Regions from separate parts of the Sus scrofa genome. Here region 2 is linked to region 1. The links are chromatin contacts, called in public Hi-C maps. All regions are on one chromosome and are shown on one strand. The core of a region is the stretch at or near the end of the contact, and the rest is flanking DNA. Distances in the headings are between cores, read along the strand shown. Region 1 holds the start of CAND2 (cullin-associated NEDD8-dissociated protein 2). Region 2 holds the start of RPL32 (ribosomal protein L32).

Evidence for each region. A called contact is a pair of places that touch in the nucleus more often than the background predicts.
Region 2: a contact with region 1 is called in a Hi-C map of embryonic fibroblasts, with 1.5 times the contacts expected there. The contact joins the promoter of RPL32 here to the promoter of CAND2 in region 1. A contact is called at or near these places in 1 of 47 Hi-C or Micro-C datasets (embryonic fibroblasts) and 1 of 2 datasets of contacts at active chromatin or transcription factors (skeletal muscle).

What each region holds. Positions count from the first base shown.
Region 1 is chr13:68,756,007-68,762,794 of Sscrofa11.1, forward strand. CAND2 (cullin-associated NEDD8-dissociated protein 2) reads left to right here and starts at 2,733. Exons shown (of 15, transcript XM_021069357.1): 1 at 2,733-2,895. The coding sequence starts at 2,828.
Region 2 is chr13:68,788,860-68,795,647 of Sscrofa11.1, forward strand. It overlaps RPL32 (ribosomal protein L32), which reads right to left and starts at 4,319. Exons shown (of 5, transcript NM_001001636.1): 1 at 4,299-4,319; 2 at 2,999-3,099; 3 at 2,245-2,426. The coding sequence starts at 3,094. EFCAB12 (EF-hand calcium binding domain 12) reads right to left here. Exons shown (of 9, transcript NM_001243853.1): 9 at 5,630-6,118. The coding sequence ends at 5,860.

The DNA.
Region 1 (6,788 bases), core at 1,483-3,982:
CACCTTTTTAAAGAGCCCAACTCAATAAGTTTTGACCAATATATACAGTCATGTAATCACTACTGCAATAGATACACAACATTTCATCACCCCACACAGTTCCCTGAAACCGCTTTCTACCCAGTCTCCCCTGGCAACCACTGATCTGATTTCTCTCATTAGAGTTTTGCCTTTTTTGTACATCTCACACAAATGGAATAAAATAACATGCAAACTCTTGTGTCTGGCTCCTTTCACTTAGCATAATGTTCTTGAGATTTACCCATTCTGTTGAGGGTAATTCACTTCTTTTTATTGCTCCATTCACCAGTGGATGGACATTTGATTTGTTTCCTGTTTTTGATGATTATAATAAAGTTGCTATGAACATTTATGTGCAAGTATTAGTGTCAATGTATGTTTTCATTTTTCTTGGCTAAATGCCTATGAATGTAATTGCTGGTCACATGTTAAGTGTAAGAAACTGCCACACTGTTTTCCAAAGTAGCTGTGTCATTATTTATTCTATTTCTATAATATATCCGAATCTGTCCACTTCTTCCCACCTTCACCACCACTCCCCTAATGCAACCCCATCCTTCTTGACTACAGGACTGCTCAGCAGCCAGAAGGGTCTTTCCGAAACACCAATCATGTCACCTCCTTGCTTAATGTCCTCTAGAGGCTCCTTAGAGTTTTGACATAAAATCCTAACTCCTCACCTTGGCCTGAAAGGCTCTGAATGGTCTGGCTTCCGCCCACCTCTGGGACCTCACCCCTTCGACCACACTCCAGCTATTGCCTTTTCTTAAGTACATCAAGTTTGTTCCCACCTTAGGACCTTTGCACTTGCTGGTCCCTCTGAGGAACTCTTCTTACAAATCTTTGCCCAGCTGCCTCCTTTCATCTGTTCAGATTTTAGCCCGAAATGTCTCTTCCTTTAAAAAAGGCCCTCCCTGGAGTTCCTGCTGTAGCATAATGGGATCAGTGGCATCCCTAGGGTGCTAGGACACAAATTCGATCCCTAGCCCGCACAGTGGCTTAAGGATCTGGCGTTGCCACAGCTGCAGTGTTGGACACAACTGCAGCTCAGATCTGATCCCTGGCCCAGGAACTCCATATGCTGTGTGGTGGTCAAAAAAGAAAAAGAGGGGGGAGTTCCCCTTGTGTGGTTCAGTGGTTAACAAACCCAACTAGTATCTATGAGGATGCGGGTTTGATTCTTGGCTTCGCTCAGTGGGTTAAGGATCCGGCGTTGCCATGAGCTATGGTGTAGGTCGAAGACTCGGCTCAGATCTGGTGTTGCTGTGTGTGTGGTGTAGGCTGGCAGCTGTAGCTCCCATTTGACCCTAGCCTGGGAACTTCCATATGCCTAGGGTGCAGCCCTAAATAGACAAAAGACCTAAAAAAAAAAAAAAAAAAGAAAGAAAGAAAAGAAAGAAAAAGAGGGGAGGAAAAAAAAGTCCCTCCCTGACCACCTTGGCTAAAGTTGCCCCTCCATACCCAGGAACTTTCTATCTTTGCCCTCACCTGCTTTTGTTTTCTGTATAGCTCTTATTTTCCTTATATAATTGGGCCCAAAGGGGCAAGGGCTGTGGATTTCTAGTTCCCTGCTGTGTCCCTACTTTCTGCATTGTCCACTATGGTAGCCAATAGCCATAGGTGCCTATTTAAAATTGATTACAAGTAAACAGAATTAAGAATTTGGTACCTTGGTCACACTAGTCACATTTCAAGTGCTCAATATCCACCTGTAAGCCATGGCCACCATCATGGGCAGTGCAGATGCAGAATATTTCCCACATTACAGAAAGTTCTGTTGGGCAGTGCTGCTTTAACCCAGGAACCCACAGCAACAGATACCCAAGAAGCATATTATAAAGATTTCTTTTATCCCCATATAATGGGCGAGAAGAACATAGCTGGGAGAGGTTGGATCATTATCCCAAGACCACACAGTCAGGAAGCAACCCTGCAGGGATTTGAACCCTGGGTTGTCTTGTGTGTGCTACTCCCTCTCCCAAGGATGAGCAGCCTCCTGGCTATTCAGGAAAGTTCTGCCACTCTCCTTGTCCTCCCACAGATCCTTCCACCCTGAGCTTGTACATACCTTCAGAGAAACTGTGGGCAGGGTCATGTAAGGATTGTTGCCCACTCTGGGGTCAGTCCTGATTCCATCCTGAACTCATGGGCTGTGTGACTTGCAGCAAGTCCCTTTGCCTCTCTGGGCATTTCTTCCTCAAGGGAAGAAACAGACCGCGATGGCCTGAGGGTTGAGAGTGGCAGGCAGGAGGCCTGGAGCGGCAGACTACACTCCATATCCTGTCTGGCTCTGGGGTAGGCCAGGATGGGGAGCAGGTGGGGGTGGAAGTGCTTTGGTTGGCTAGACTTACACGAGCAGCTCCCTTTTTCTGAATGGCTACCAATGAGAAAGCTGAGGATTAGAGAAGTCAAGTAGTTGGCCAAGGCTTCACAGACGCATCTGGGGTTCGAACCCGAGACTCTCTGGTACCGTGCCTGTGTCTCCTGAGCAGAGCCGAAGGGACGCACAGGAATAGGGCAGAGGTGTCAGTTGAGAGGTGGTGAGCTCCCCGTCTGTGGGAGTGTGCAAGCCGGTGATGGGCCGTCCGCCGGGGCCCGGACAGCGGCTGGCGCCCGGAGAGACCGCGGAGCCCCTCGCGGGCCCCTTCCGCCTCCCGCAGCGGCGGCCAAGGCCAAGGCGAGCGCGGCGCGCTGGGCGGGGCGGGGGCTGCTATTTCTGGCCGCCGAGCGCAGCCCGCGCGCGGCGGGGGAGGGGGCCTCGCGCCGCCATATTCTCTCCCGCCGGCGGCCCCGCGGCGCAGCCACCATGAGCACCGCCGCTTTCCACATCTCCAGCCTCCTGGAGAAGATGACATCCAGCGACAAGGACTTCAGGTGCGTCCTGCTGCTCGGCCCCCGCCTCTCCGCCCTGCTCCGAAACCCCCCGCCTTCCCTTCCCCAAGCGCCGGCCCGGCCCCAGGACTCTGCAGCCCCTGCCTCTTCTCCCCGCGTCAGGCTCTCCTCTCCCCGCTTCTCCAGGCGCCCCCTCCCCGCCTCGGTGTCCCCGGCCCCTGGCCCGCACATGGCCGCCCTGCCCTCTCCGTGACTCCACTCCAGCTGCGTCTCCCACCGTGCAAACTTCAGCCCCTGCCTCCCGTCCCGCATCAGAGCCGCAGCTCGCCCCTCTGCACCCTTCCTCAGCCTCTCCGCTCTTCAGTTGTGCCCAGCCCGCATCTCTCCCCGCAGTGGATGGGTCCAGGCCCTTCACCGCAACCCGCACTGGAGCCCTCGGCCTGTCCTCGAGGATCCCAGCGACTGCTGCCGCTTCTCCGCATTGAAACCCCCTACCTTCCTGGAACCTCAGCCCCCAGGGCTGACTTTGTCATCGTACCCTCAGCTCTGCTCTCTTTTCCTCAAAATCATCCCAGGCCTCCTCCCTGCACTTCCCATTCTCTCCCCTCTTTAGTTTGCTCTGAACCGCTTGAGGGAGGGGGTTGGGCGGGGTGGCTTTGCAGACCCAGGTAGGTGCTGGTTGGGGTGGGGCTTCCAGGTTTTGTAGGCCACTCCCTTTCTGGTCCAGCCTCCTCCTCCTCTGGAAACTAAGGCCCAGAGAGGGGAAAGGCTTTACCCATGGTCACACAGCCGGTTCTGGACCCTCTAAGCTAAAAGAAATCCTCAGACATAACATAGATGACACGCCCACCCATTGAATATTCTGCCACTTTATCCCTATTTTACAGACAGGGAGAGTGAGGCTCAGGGGCTAAAGGGCCCAGGTGTACTCAGAAAACAAGTAAGTGAAGAAACGGAGTCTACATCCAGGTCAGTCTAACACAGAGACTGAGATCTTAGCAAGGCCATCTGACAGGTGAGGAGATCCAGGTCCTACTTTCCTGTTTGGACCCCTGCCTTCTGCAACTCATTCCTCAGCACCCCTCAAGAGCCCCCACTTTAGTAGAGCCTCTGAGTCACAGTCCTGAGTTCAGATTCTGCCTGCAACCACTTACTGGCTGTGTGACTCTGGACAAGCTGCTTAATCCCTTTGAGCCTTAGCTTCTGTTTCTATAAAATGAGTATGATAACAGAACCCACCCCGATGCTGGTGTAAAGATGTAAATGAGTTAATACATGTGGGATGCTTAGATTAGAGGCTGGCCCCAGGTAAGCACTTAATAGTTGGTCATTGTTGTAATTCTACACACATCAGAAATCAAATCTGCCAGCCCTCTCCCCACTCTGGGCCTTTATCTGGATGTTCTTTGTCTGCCTCTTCATTTCCCCACTTCACCTGACTGGGTCCTACTCAGTTGTCACCTCTTTGAGATGCCTCCTGATACCCAGGCAGGGTAAAGCACCTCCCCGCCCTGTATTTCTGCTGTATCACTTCTTAAGCCAGGGAGACTAAGCACCTGGACCACTGGACCATGTGCTCTCTTTTTGGGTCCCAGAGCCTGTTCTGGGTACACAGTAGGTGCTCAGTGAATGTTTTCCATGTCCAGATTCCCTGCAGTCCACTGTAATCTCATTCAGTCCTCCTGGGTAGTAGTGACTGTTCTTCCTATTCTCCAAAGGCCTGGAGAGGTGATGTGACTTGCCCAAGGTCACACAGCCGGCCAGTGGCCGACAATGAGATCTGCACCACTGTCTAGGGCCTCAAGTCCAAGCTCCAGGAGGGGGAACTGGCCTCCAACTAGAGCCTGAGAAGCCTTTTCAGGCTGCTCTGCCAGCGGCCCTGAGAACACTTAAAACCACCCCAAGCATATGAGGATGGTGTCTATTTTTAAAGTCTAAATACCATGGGAGCTGGGTCCTGCTGACCAGCTGTCCAGGCACCCATGTGGCTGAATGTTTAGCTGAATTGCCTCTAGGGTTTCTCTGGAATGAAACTGAGACTGTGTTACTGTGTCCTGTGGCTTCTGGAGGTGGCTGGTGACTGCAAGTGGGGGTCCCAGGCAGGTAGAAGAAGTTTTTGATCCCTGTTGTCCCTAGGCCCCGACTCTGTGGCCAGGGGGTGACTCTGTTCCTACTCAGACTCCAACTGAGGGGTCTTGCAGGAATTTCCACATCATTTCTTTTCTGGCCCCCCTGCAGATTTGGAATTCTCATGCTAGGGATCAGATGCAAGCTGCACTTGCAACCTGTGCTGTAGCTGCAGCAACACTGGATCCTTTAATCCATTCTGCCGAGCCAGGGATTGAACCTGCGTCTCAGTGCCCCAGAGATGCCACCAATCCTATTGCACTGCAGGGGGACCTCCTCCCACATCATTTCTTGAAAATACAGTCATATTGGTTAACATGGGTTGAGGAGCCAGGAGACCTGACTGGTGGGCTGATTCTCTTCCCAACTTGCTGTGCGGTCCTGGGTGGTTCTCACAACCTCTAGGGGTCTAGTTTCCTCATCTACCTCATGCTAAAAGCTGGTTGTCTTATTGAAACCTCCCAAGGATGTTATGAATTGGGGCAAAGAAAATTCCCCTTTTATAAATGGAAAAATTGAGGCTGAGAGAGAAGTTAATTGCTCAAGGTCACCCAGGTGATAAGTGGCAGGGCCCGTATATTTACTTAAAGCCAAACTTCAGTGCCCAAGCTCTTATCTACCAAGTGATATATAATCCTGTATACCCTGCTTTTACCACCTCCACACACATATGCATCTCAGAGAGTTGTGAGTATCTCAGAGTTCCTGTTTGCAGGAACTTGGGGTATCTGAACACTGAGGCCTATTTCAGAAGGATTGGCTTCTGAGTTTGGATTTCCACACAGCAGTTTGGCCCTGAGCCCTGTTAGGGGCTAGCTTTGACCTTCCCTCTCCTCCTGTCCTCAGCTTGCCTCATCGGGCCCTCTTTGAACCTGTTGTTTGCTGGGCCTGGAGTCCCAGAGTTGAACTGACCTCTGTGAGTTCACGGTTTAATGGGGGAGACACTGGTGATCAGGCTTGCAGTGCACTGTGAGATGCTATGATGGAGAGGGCCCTCCCCAGGGGAACCGAGTGTGCTTAGAGTGTGCAGGTGAGGAATAAGGCAGGGTGGTCAGAGGAGTCTTCTCTGAGAATGGGACATTTGAGCTGGGCCCTTGACAGATGAATAGGAGTTCTGTAGGTGGAGAAGAAAGAGGAGGGCAGGAGGCCTGTCTTGGGCAAAGGAGCACATCCCTTGGATTGCCTGGCTGGGCTGAGTCTCCCTGAACTGCAGCAGAAACACAGCTTCAGGACCCTGCCTGCCTTCTCTGAACATTGTCTCAGCTGGACAGTCTTAGGAGTTTGTGTGCCTACCCCAGTCCTGTTCTGGCTCAGAACCAGTTTGCTTCCTTCACCTTACCTTGGCTGCTTCTGCAGTGGCCAGGCTCAGAGGTAGGCATAGTGTGCCCTGCCATCCCCTCCTTGCTTTGAACCCAGCTGCCTTCTCTAGGCAGCTTGAGGCTTATCCCAGCTGTTCAAAATAAATAGCTATGACATCGACAGGGGCCCTCCCTGCAGGGCCCTGGGAGCCACTGTGACATCTAGCAGCAGTCCTGCAAAGGTGAGGCTGGAATCCTACTGTGGCCGATTTTACCATAGGAGGCTTGGGTGTGTGTGGGGGGTTCTTGGTGGACTTGCTCAAGCTAGAAAGCAAGGCTGGTGTGAGGAGGCAGAGTGGCCTGATGGGTTTGCAAAGGCCAGATGCTTTCTCTGAGGCTGCTGTGCTCTGAGCTGGACCTCATGGCATCTCCTTGCTGTTCTTACGTGCCTGCGGGAGCCAACAAATGGGTGCCATGGGCCTGGGGAGAACCTGGAGAGTGTGTCCCTAC
Region 2 (6,788 bases), core at 3,069-5,568, 34 kb after region 1:
AAGTATCCAAGATCAAAATCCAACAGCGTGATTAAGCCAAGGACCCAGATCATGAACATTTTACTTATTTGTGGCAGAAAAAATTCAAGTTAAAAGTAACACCGCCTAAGGTCATCCAGCGAGTGACAACACCTAACCGTTCTCGAGCACATGCAGATACTGTTCCAACTCATTCATTCCTTCACAGACATATCACACCCCAGCTTGACAACAAACTGGCTTAATGAACAAAGCAAGTAATTTATGAAGCCATCAACAGTGGATTAACAAAAGACATTCTAGGAGTTCCCATTGTGGCTCAGCGGTTTAAGAACCTGACTAGTGTCCATGAGGACACAGGTTCAATCAATCCCTGGCCTCACTCAGTGGGTTAAGGACCCAGGTGTGGTGCAGACTGGCTGCTATAGCTCTGATTCAACCTCTAGCCTGGGAACGTCCATATGTATAGCCCTAAAGAAACAAACAAAAAACACATTCTACCCCTGGAGAAATTTCAGCAAAGACAGACTCTAAAAGTGATTAAATAAGGCAGTAAGCACAGTTCTTTTCAAGAACTCTGAAGGATAATGGCTTCACAGCAAGAGACAGCAAATCCAAATGATATTTGTTTTCTGTAAAGAAGGCCATTCAAATACAATACCTTTTTTTTTTTAATGGCCACACCCACAGCATATGGAAATTCCCAGGCCAGGTACTGAACCCAAGCCAAAGCTTCGACCTATGCCACAGCTGCGGCAATGCCAGATCCTTGAACCCACTATGCTGGGCCAGGTGCAGAACCTGCAGGCCGCTGCAGTCGGATTCTTAATCTACTGTGCCACAGCAATAACTCCTAAAGCTCAAAAATCTTAAAACGTTACCCTAAGTCATCAAGGAAACTCATAAGTTCCATTACACTTTTCACCTTCTTCTTTCATTTCCCAAAAACTCCTCAGGTCCTCGTCTATATTTAATAATCACAAGTATACTGCACAGACTTTCCAATACTCTGCCCTCTGCCTGGGCATTTCCCATACTCCCATACATGACAAGTGCTTTAATATATGTCCAACACTCCACCCTGTGCTTGCACCATCCATCACCCACCAATGTTCAACTGTTCGGTTACTGCTACAATCATCAGCTTATATAGTTTCCCAACTTTTCAATGACTTAAGGACAAATACCCAGAAATAGAACTTGCGAATTACACTACAGATTCAGAGTATTTCTATGGCTCTTGGGCTGCAATGCCAAGCTATTACTTTAAAAGACTTTTTTTTTTTTTTTGCTTTTTAGTGCCACAGGCATGGCATATGGAAGTTCCTGGGCTAGGGGTCCAATTGGTGCTACAGCTGCTGGCCTACACCACAGCCAAAGCAATGCAGAATCTGAACCCAGTCTTCAACCTACACCACAGCTCTTGGCAACACCAGATCCCTGACCCATTGAGTGAGGCCAGGGGGGTCAAACCTGCATCCTCATGGAACTCCCTAAAAAGACTATCTTTATAGCAACACATTTACACTACAATCCTTGTTACACAAAGGTGTTAACTTGCAACCTTCTGTCACAATTCTGTATCAACTGCTTACTGGGGTTGGGCACCAACAGTAATTCCTATGTTCATCCTTCCTAAAGAATATTTCCAGCATTTCAAGGCCTAGTTAAATAAATTTCTGACCCAGAGAAACTCAACCAAAAGTGTGAATAATGATTTTATTTTGATACTTGTGCCCACAATTACTATAGGTAATTCTTTCTGAACCAGACAGAAACAGTCTTAATCACTTCCCATGAGAAATCTTTTCTCACCCACTGCCCTAGTTTGGGCCTAAGCAGACCAAAAGTATCTTACGCACAGAGCTCACCAAGTGTTGAACTTTCTCTAAACACCTGAAATAATGCTATGAACCCCCACGCTCTCTTGCATCCCTACAACTGTATAAGCTGTCCTATGTACAACCTCTGCCCTTGCCCCCACCTCACATCAGAGCCCTAATCAGTTAGCAACTCCACTCCTGTAACCTTCTGGAGATACCTGTGGCCAGAGTAAGGTGCCCCTTAGGTCTGTGGATACACCCTCCTCACCTGAGTGATGTTCTGAAAATGACTGCCAGAGGATGCAAGACGGGCTGCAATGCCAAGGAAAGTCATGCACTATCCAGGTCCTGGGTCTCTAAACTTTTCAAGACACCATCCCCCCCAGAGGAAACACATAGGCAGGCTTCTGACACCTGAACCCAGAGGTGGGACCCAACTCACTTGTTGCACATTAGCAGCACTTCAAGCTCTTTTACATTGTGTACCAGAAACTTCCGGAAGCCACTGGGCAGCATGTGCTTTGTTTTCTTGTTGCTCCCATAACCAATGTTGGGCATCAAGATCTGGCCCTTGAACCTTCTCCGCACCCTGTTGTCAATGCCTCTGGGTTTCCGCCAGTTCCGCTGAAAGAAAACACATGGTTAGTGTCCATGAAGCCTGCCAACTCCTTTTGGAGAGGACCAGATGAAAAGGAAATGTACTGAATGGGAGCTGCCTTTGTGTAACAGGATTTCTCTACTTTTGTGTATGGGGGGGGGGGGGAAATAGGGACTTGTAAATTTGACCAGCAGGAATATAGACCCACATTCATATTTCTTCTAAGCAAAGGAGAAGCAAGACTACATACAAAGGAATGTGAGGAGACTGTGTATAAAGATGAAAAGCATGGGCTTCAGCATCACACCCAGTTTTTTTCATCTATGAAAGAAGCACACTGTCATAAGGCCACCTGAAATGTAACAAATATAAGCCTCCAGGCACCTCTAAACAGACAACTGTTCTCTGTCATTTAAACTTCAATTTACACATCAAAAGACTGGTGCCAGTAAGGCATCTTCAGGGACTCTAGGGATGCTACAGAGCTTTGCCACCAGACACAGACCAGCTCATCTACCAAAAACCATCTTCTGAGGTGGGGATCCCAGAAACCCAACAGCCTTTCTTCACCCCGACACTCCCATCCCTGGCCATATACCTTAATTTTGACATATCGGTCTGACTGGTGCCGGATGAACTTCTTGGTCCTCTTTTTGACGATCTTGGGCTTCACAAGGGGTCTGAGAGCAGCCATGATGCCTAGAGAAAGAGGCAAAAGACCAGTCAACAAGTCTCAGAAGGAGGCTTTCCTGCAGGGGCTTGAACACTGTTGCAGAGTGTCTTCCAATCACCAGCTACCAAGCAAGCTAGGAATGGAATGGGTACCTCTGCCAGGCTTGCTGTCCCTCCCGACTCCGAAGCTGGCAGAATACTAGCCATTCTCCAGATGCGATCCTGGGAGGTAAGGGGTCACCTCACCCACTCAAAAGCTAAGAAATAATGCCTAAAACCAACAGCAAAGGGTAAATCTGTAGAGAAGCAGTAAGTCCCATTCGAGTCTCAACTGCAGGCCAGGGGCAATCCACATGACCCCAAATCTATTTCCTCACTGTAAGATGCAGATATTGCACATTCAACACTTGCAGTGCCGGGACCAAGAAACCTGTAATTACCCTAGGAGGCTGCTAACACTCAAAGGACACCCCAAAACTGTGAGGTTCTTCTAAAGTGCCTGGAGGCCTTGGAACACACCTGGTCATCACCTTAAAATGTCACCTTCCTCAAGGCCTTCCCGCTACCCTATTTTTACTACTGTAGCACACTTTCTCTCTGTTCACGTTCATCAATATCTTTGCCCAGCACAGAGCTGGGACTCAATTTGTCCAGAAAACGAACGACCTCCTGCCCCCAATGGTCTCCTCAAAAGACAAAACGCAGTCCAACATTCCCAGACATCCCGACCCGACACCAAAATTTCGGTTAACTGAACAAGTCGACTCGCAGTCGCGTTTTGTTTTGCTTTTGCTGATCCCCCCCACCGCAGCAACCCCAAGGCCAGAAACTGGAGAGAAGCGAGCGCCGAGATGAGGATTCAGACAAACACAGGTAGGCAGACATCGCTGAGGGGGCGAGGCGATAACTTGAGCTCAGAGCCGTTAGGCCTGAATCACTCATCGCTCCGCGACCCCCAGGAACTCCTTAGCGCGCGGCGTCCCCAGTGCTCATACAAGCTGTTCGTAACTGACCCCAGGTGGCCTCCGTAGGAGGCAAGGGAGCCCTGCGAAGGGAGCCGCCATCACCGCCAGGCCGCTTCGCTCTGTTCTTTGTACGCGCTCCAACCGACCGACAAGGACAATGCCCACCCAGACGACCGCTCGGAAGGTTAGGCCTCCTTAACAGGGCACGATGGAGCCAGATGGACACCACAGAAATGCGGATGGCCAACGATTAACACTCACCAGGCGGGCGATGGCTGCCACCTCCGTAAGGCAGCGCCGAGGAAGAGAGGGAAGGGTGCGCGCGGGGGCTGATGGGACTTCACCTCTGGGTCCCGGCAGGGAAAAGAGGAGCACTTCCGGCTATTGGTCTTTCAAAGAAACTAAAGACACGTCAGAGGAATAATTCTGAAAAAACGTCGAGAGCCACCTGTGTTTTCCTAGACATTAATATCTAGGAGTATCTCTGAAAATTTTCGTGCCTGCTGATGGGACAACGTAAAAATTTGGAATTCTTTTTGAGCTTCTAAGACCTGGCGAGGAGGAGCCACTTCCGCCAGGAACTGAAGCCGCCCTCCGCAGGATTATCCAGTTTTTAGATTATTTCCGCCCACGTTTTTTCTTTCGACGTGCGCCTCTTAGTGGCCTGGAGGGAATAAAACAGTGACTGCGGAATTCCCCCACGTGAATTTAAAGAGCAAATAGACTGTGTAACAGCTCTCATTCAATGGGCTTCTCACAGTTCTGTGAAGGTAGTTCTATCAATTTCCCCATTTTACAAGTGTAGAGAGTGAAGTTTGGAGTTTTTACTCCAAAAACCACACTTCTGACCATAAGGCTAAACTGTCTAGTTTTTAATTGTTGTTCTTGGCTTGCTTCGTTTTAGCTTTTGTTTTTAAGATTGCTGTGAAAATCAAATTTCAGAGAAAAGAAGCCCCTTGATTCCACAATCCGAACATGATAGGGTTATCATGTCATCAGTGACCTGAGGTAGAGAAGTTCCAGGCCAGCTGGAGACCAAAGCTGAAGGGGATTGTGTTGTCGACTGAGTGATGGGTGAGAAGGGAAGGGAGTGAGTGTTGACAACTCCTCCCTGACATTTTGACTGTGGAGGGGAGTGTGAGGAGACCCAGAAAAGTGAACCGTGAAATGTGAAGTGAAGGTCTGGTCCAAGGTCACACAGCTCACCACCTGGGGAATCCTGCTGGTCCTGGGGGCTGAAGGAGTCAGCTGGGGTTCCAGGCAGGAAGGCACTGTGCTAACAGCAGCCCACATGGTGTGTGCCATGAAGGAGAAGGTCTTGACAGGGTCAGGTGAGTGAAGCGGGTGACCAGTCATGAACAATTGGGCATTCTTGCAGTTGTGAAGGCCTAAGAAATTTAGAAGAATGACCCAAATGGCTTAGACCTTGCAGGATGAGAGACTTGCTGCTACTTATTTGAGGGGGGCACAGGGGCACCACACTGCCTGCTGCTTCCCAGTAGGCACCGAGACCCAAGATAAGAGGCTCAGGACCTCAGCTTTCCAACACCCCTCTGGCCACAGCTCCTAAGCAAGAAGTCACATCAGCTGGATCACAGCAACTCCATCCTGCTTTATTTCAAAAGAACAAAGGTCAGGAGAGGGAAATAACAACCACAACTTTCCCTGGACTCATCTGCCCTCTGAGACCCTGGACACTTTGGGATGACTTCCCACTGGAACAGTTTCTCCCGTCCGGCTCTCTAATATTCTCCCGCGTCTTTGGCCCTGGGCTGCTGACTGCTCTGGCTGTGGCCCCAAGGTTGGCTAGGTTTGGCAACACCTAGTTGATGTGATAGATCTCAGGGGCATCGTAGTAGGCACAGGTCATGTAGTTCATGGCTTTAATGGGCCACCAGTGGTTCGGGTGGTAGGTGACTGAGTAGGCTTGGGGCGTGCGTCGGACACAACTGAACAGTGCCAGGCTGCGGTCCACGGTCATGGTGGGTAGGTAGAGCTGCAGCTTGTCCAGGAGGTGACCCGGCCAGAAGAAATTGGGATGAGTTCGCTGAGGACCACTAGGCCTCTTTTCCTTCAGCTTTCTGGAGAGTGGGAAGACAAGGGGATGGTCATTCATATGGCAAGGGGGCAGCAGAGCCCGCCCACTGTGAGCAGTGGAGGTGCAGCACTGTGCTAGGTACTTGTACTCAGTCCTCCCATCAGTGTCACATGGAAGGCTCTGTTGTCCCATCTGCCTCACCAGTGAGGACTCAGAGGCCCAGAGAGGCCAGATCATTTCCCCAAAGCCACACGGCCAGCAAGTGGCAGGGCACAGGTTTGACTGCCAGTTTGCTGCTTCTAAACCTAGACTCTTAAGACCATACCATCTGCTCTGGAGAGGCCTTTTCATGTGCTGTTCACAGTGCAGCCTCTGGAGCCAGTCCATATCCCTGTTCCACCATTTAATAGATGCATGACTTTGAGCAAGATAGTTAAACTTCCCTCAGTTTCCTCTTCTATAAAATGCCTCAGTTTCCTCTTCTATAAAGTGGGTATGCCAAGAGTAACCTCCTAGGGTTGTTGAGAGGATTTATGTGAGTTAATACACGGCAAACATGCAGAACAGTGTCTGCCTGGCACTCTGGGCACTCTGTCATCTTACTGCCACTCAGATCCTGGGCACTGAGTCCCAGACGCTGTACTACCACGTGTCCCCTTGACCCTGCAAGTCTTGGGCACCTCCCTCCCACCCACCCCCTTCCAGAGGCGGAT